2 separate regions of the Canis lupus genome follow, and region 1 is linked to region 2. A link is a contact called in public Hi-C data. All regions are on one chromosome and are shown on one strand. Each heading gives the region's core, a stretch centred on a gene start, on an enhancer-like site or on the middle of the called end of the contact. The rest is flanking DNA. Distances are from core to core; before and after follow the strand shown. Region 1 holds the start of RBM15B (putative RNA-binding protein 15B). Region 2 holds the start of TEX264 (testis-expressed protein 264).

Region 1 (2,700 bases), core at 43-2,542, 230 kb before region 2:
ATGGCCATGGCCTACAGGCCACACTGAACACAGGAACAGAAAAACAACCCAACCACTCCCACTCTAGGGCTGACCCCCACGGTTATCTACAAAGGGTTAACTCATTCCTGCTGGAAGGGGAGTTAAGATCAGACAATGTTACAGATGTTTCTTTTAAGAGCTTTCCCCTTGCACTTGCCTCAGCTGCTCCAGGAGCTGCTTTATGTATGGTCATGGGAGGAGGAGGAGGAGGAACTGGCAGCCTCTTCCCCGCCCCCACGGTTTCCGTGCAGAAGGGTCAGGTTCTGCGATGCTTCCAGCAGCTCTCGGGAATAAAACCATCCCAAGGCCGCTTGGGCACCCAGGCAGGATTCTTTCCGCCTCCCCCGCACCTCACCTCTGGAGAAGAGGTCCTGGCCCTCGAAGTGGATAGAAGGGCACTGGTCAGCCTCAAGAGGTAAGCGTAGCAAGCTGTGCTAACGACTGGGTTTGGCCTTCTCTTCGCCCTTGGCTCCGTGGCCCTGCCCTCAGCCCACTGCTCGGAGGGCCGCAGCCTAGTGGCGCCAATTCGCACTCGGTAAACGGCGGGTTTGCTGGCGCGGGTTTCTCCGCCTCAACCCTGCTGAGCCTCGCCTTTTGCATGGACAGCCCTTGGTCATCGCGGCCTTTCCAGGGACCGCAGCAGGTGATACCTGAATGCGGAGGATCCCTGCTTTGTGGGGCGTGGGCGCTGGACAGGGCTGAGGGAGCGGCGTGCTTAGATCCTCTTCACCGTCGACCCCGGACCAGTCGGGGGATGCTACGTAAAGAGGCCGCTGGTCAAGAGTCGGGAGCCCGGCGCCCACAGGCACTGCCACTCCTGTTCCACGCAGCGCGGGCCCCCGCGCCGGAAGCGGGAAGCCTAGGGCCGGCAGGAGCGAACCAGGCCCGCTCTCGCGATGGCCCCCATCTCCGCGCAGCCCGGCCCCAAGGCCGCGCGGTGGCGCCAGAGCTCAATGCCGGGCCGCGATCGCCCGCCGGCCTCCCGGCCCCTGCCCCGCCCCCGGGGGTCACGTGATGGGGGCGGCGCAGTCCGATGACGCACACCCGGCGTAGCTCTCGCCCCGCCCGCCGCGGGGTCACGTGACAGTCCGGCGCTGCCTGATAACGCGACGCCCAGCCCCTGGGCGCCGCTCCCGCCCCGCCCCGCCGCCACCGCCGCGCCGAGTCCTTTTGTCCAAGATGGCGGCGCCGGGGGCGCTGCCTCCTCGGCCGCCGCCGCCGCCGCTGTGAGGGGCCTGCGGGCCGCCCGCCCGCCCGCCGCGCCGGCGCCATGAAGAGGCAGAGCGAGCGAGACTCGAGCCCGAGCGGGCGCGGCTCGTCATCGTCGGCCAAGCGGCCGCGGGAGCGCGAACGGGAGGCGGAGGCGGGCGGGCGGCGGGCGGCGCACAAGGCCTCGGGCGGCGCCAAGCATCCCGTTCCAACGCGGGCCCGCGACAAACCCCGCGGTAGCGGGGGCGGCGGGGGTGGGCATCGCGACGGCCGCGGCGCCGGGGACGCGAATCACCGTGCGAGCAGCGGCCGCTCCTCGGGCTCGGGCGCTGGCGGCGGGGGACGCGGTGGCAAGGCCTCCGGGGACCCAGGCGCTTCAGGTGCATCACCTCGCGCGTCTCCGCTGCCGCCACCTCCGCCACCGCCCGGGGCCGAGCCCGCGGGGCCCGGCTCATCGGCGGCCGCACCCGAGTACAAGACGCTGCTCATCAGCAGCCTGAGCCCCGCGCTGCCCGCCGAGCACCTCGAGGACCGACTCTTCCACCAGTTCAAGCGCTTTGGCGAGATCAGCCTGCGCCTGTCGCACACGCCAGAGCTGGGCCGCGTGGCCTACGTGAACTTCCGGCACCCGCAGGACGCACGCGAGGCCCGCCAGCACGCCCTGGCCCGCCAGCTGCTGCTCTACGACCGGCCGCTCAAGGTGGAGCCGGTGTACCTGCGTGGCGGCGGCGGCGGCGGCGGCGGCGGCGGCGGCGGCGGCGGCGGGAGCAGCCGGCGAAGCAGCAGCAGCAGTGCTGCCGCCTCCACGCCGCCCCCAGGGCCGCCCGCGCCCGCCGACCCGCTCGGTTACCTGCCGCTGCACGGCGGCTACCAGTACAAGCAGCGCTCTCTGTCCCCAGTGGCCGCCCCTCCGCTACGGGAGCCCCGCGCCCGCCACGCCGCGGCGGCCTTTGCCCTGGATGCTGCCGCCGCCGCCGCAGTAGGACTGTCCCGGGAGCGGGCCCTGGACTACTACGGTCTGTACGACGACCGCGGGCGCCCATACGGCTACCCCGCCGTGTGCGAGGAGGACCTGATGCCTGAGGACGACCAGCGGGCCACGCGCAACCTCTTCATCGGGAACCTGGACCACAGCGTGTCCGAGGTGGAGTTGCGGCGGGCCTTTGAGAAGTACGGCATCATTGAGGAGGTGGTCATCAAGAGACCTGCCCGTGGCCAGGGTGGTGCGTATGCCTTCCTCAAGTTCCAGAATCTAGACATGGCCCACAGGGCCAAGGTGGCCATGTCGGGCCGGGTGATTGGCCGAAACCCCATTAAGATAGGCTATGGCAAGGCCAACCCCACCACTCGCCTCTGGGTGGGCGGCCTGGGACCTAACACCTCACTGGCCGCTCTGGCCCGGGAGTTTGACCGCTTCGGGAGCATTCGGACCATTGATCACGTCAAGGGAGATAGTTTTGCTTACATCCA
Region 2 (2,700 bases), core at 131-2,630:
AAAACGCCCCAGCAAATATTGTGGGCAGAAGCTGTATTGTCTCTGAACCATGAACTGGCCCTTATCTCACAGGAAATGGTTCTAAGTGTATAGCCCACTTACCTGGAACACTTAAAGGATTTGATCATGTATTTGATGTCCATAAGCAAAACAACTGCCATGACCCTGCCAACCCAACCTTGAGTGCCTGTGAAAGGCCAGCTGCTCTTTCTGCCAGTGTTTGTCTGGAGAGCTGAGGACAGTCTTGGCCCTGTGGATGAGGGTCATCCTTTCCTGCCTGTGGAAGGAACTGTGTGAAGTGGTGGGAAAGGAAGCCAGGATTATGAGTGCCTCTGTGCTCACTCTGCCCTTTGCTAGTGCAGCAGTGGAATCCACTTTAAGATGATTCCTCTTCCAATAGCAATCTTCCGTGTCAGGAGCACCAAGTTAGCTCTTGGCCCAGCCTGTCTTGTAGCCAAGCTTAGCATAGCTGTCCCATCCCCCTGCCCCTCCACTGCAGGACTGGGCCTCTCAGGAGGGCAAAGTTTGATCTTTGGGGCTCTAGAAGAGTGCTTTGTAGTTTGTAGGTCCTCTCGGAAATATGAGCTGAAGATTCAACCTATGTTCGAGGAGCTTACAATGGATCTGGGAGTTAGCTAGAACACCTTTAACTAGAAGGGCAGACCAACCTCCGCCCAAGCACATCCTGGGCTCAAGAGAAAGGGGCCCGGAGGGGGGCGGTTCCTGGTTAGCTCCAAGGGGGCGGGGCGTTGGTTTTGCTCCCTCAGTATCCCCAATCCCTAGAACTATCTTGGCAGAGAGCTTACTGAATAAGTGTTGGGTGGATGGATGAACGACCACTCCTGTGCTCTGGTTAGGGGTGAGGTGGGGTGGAGTGTTGGGAGACATGACTGACATTTGCGCTGTTGCAGAGGTTGGATCCGCTCGCTTCTTCCCTGAGTCCAAGTTGGGCGTCAGTTTCCTCAGTTGTAAAAGGGGGGCAAGTAGCCTTGCCTTGCTGGGTTCCCAGGTCTACCGGGAAGCTTCAGTGAGAGAAAGTGGCAAGACGAAGTGTGATACAAATAAATGCCAGAGGCGGATGCTGCTGTGCTGAACTTCCCAAGCCTTTTCAAACGCTTCACTCTGGTGCGGTCTTCCCTGTTGGATCCCAGCCCAGCTCTCTACTGCGACCCACCACGCTGACTGCCATCGGCCTCCCACGACTGAGGCCCGGTAAGTGGTGGAAGGCGGGAAGGTGCTCAGCGGGCTCCGCCCCCGACGGCTGGGGAGGAGCGGAATGGGCGCCGCTCGTTGCTATGGAGACTGGGCGGGGCAGGCCTCCGCCCTCCGGGGCCCGCGCGCACGCGCCCACGGCCACGGCCACGTCCCGCCGCGAGAGGGGGCGGAGCGAGCGTGCGCGGCGGGCGGGCGCGCGCAGGCTCCGCGACCTAGGCTGGAGCCGCCTGCGCCCATCGGCGTCCGCGGCGGGCGGCCGCTGAGGTGAGGGCCGAGCCAGAGGAGAGGCGTCCCCGCCGGGGCGGCCCCACGCGCGCTGAGGGCCTGGAACTCCGTCCGCCCGGGCGTGACCTCAGGGGCCCCCGCGTCCCCTCCGTGATCCTCGCGGCCCAGGCCGCTCTTTGCATCTCGTCTCACCCGCAGCTGGCCCCCACCCGGTCCCAGGGCTCGAAGGTCTTGGGCCAGTCTACCGCCCCGGGCCGCCCCTGCCTCGGCCTCCGGTGCGCGGCACGCCCCGAGGCAGTGAAGCCGGAGCGGGGTGTGGGGGTGGGGAACTGAGGCCAGAACCGCACTTTAGCTCCGCCCCTGCCCCTGGAGGCCGCGCCTCGCAGCGGTGGCTACAAACTTTAGCGTCTCTTAACTTAGGGAGGTGTGTGAGGCCCGGTGAGGTCGTGGCTGAAAAGAAAGGTTCTGGGTAAATACGCGAGGTGCGGGTGAGCAGGGCTGGAAGCCCAGAGTGGGAGGCGGCGCGCCCCCTTCCCGCTCAGGCCACTCGGAACCGCGGTCTGTCTGCTCTCCGCCGGCGCCGACGTTGAAAGGCCTGGCCCGCTGCCGCGGCGCAAGGGAGCAGCCTCAGGAAGCCGGCGCGGGACAGCCCGCCCACAACCTCGCCGCCTGAGGCGACCACCCCCGGTCTCTGACCTGAGGAGAAACTGAAGCCAGAGGGGGACAGCCTGCCCCGTGTCAGCGGCCGGGGCTGTTTCAGAGCCAGGTGCAGTGGCCGGAACCCTCCGGGAAGAGGACTCCCAAGAACGGGGGCGTGAGCATGGCCCCACCCTGAGCTGACCTTCCGAGGCCGAGTTCGGCTTCTGATTTCCGGAAGGGGTAGGAGGACGAGGTAGAGGTGCAACCTTGTGGTGAAGAGGGAGTTATTGTAGAGGCCCTAGTGGGCTTTCCCTGAAGAGGGAACAGTCAAGGCAGGGGTGCCCAGCTCAGTGGTGATTTTCTCTCTGCCCCCAGCACTGGAGCACTTGAAGCACCTGGTCCCTGCGGCGCTGGATGCTATGAGTTGCTAAAGTGAGCCTGTCTTTTCAGGTGAGCTTCCCCAGCCCTCCTCCTGCCCTTCTCTTGAATATGGGGGAATTCACTTTTCCCTGCCTCAGTCTTGTGCAGACCTAAGTTCTGGGATCCCATTTTCCCCTCCCTTCTGGGTAGTTCAGGAGGTGAGAGGAAGAGGGAGGTGGGAACTGCGTTGCTTTGAGGAGG

What was found. A called contact is a pair of places that touch in the nucleus more often than the background predicts.
Region 1: a Hi-C map of blood shows a contact between it and region 2, with 5 times the contacts expected there. The contact joins the promoter of RBM15B here to the promoter of TEX264 in region 2. A contact is called at or near these places in 4 of 9 Hi-C or Micro-C datasets (amygdala, blood and liver).

The regions. Positions count from the first base shown.
Region 1 is chr20:38,598,909-38,601,608 of UU_Cfam_GSD_1.0, reverse strand. It overlaps RBM15B (putative RNA-binding protein 15B), which reads left to right and starts at 1,292. Exons shown (of 1, transcript XM_038566333.1): 1 at 1,292-2,700. The coding sequence starts at 1,292.
Region 2 is chr20:38,364,618-38,367,317 of UU_Cfam_GSD_1.0, reverse strand. TEX264 (testis-expressed protein 264) reads left to right here and starts at 1,380. Exons shown (of 6, transcript XM_038566299.1): 1 at 1,380-1,479; 2 at 2,455-2,529. LOC119864684 (a long non-coding RNA gene) reads right to left here and starts at 1,298. Exons shown (of 2, transcript XR_005374911.1): 1 at 807-1,298.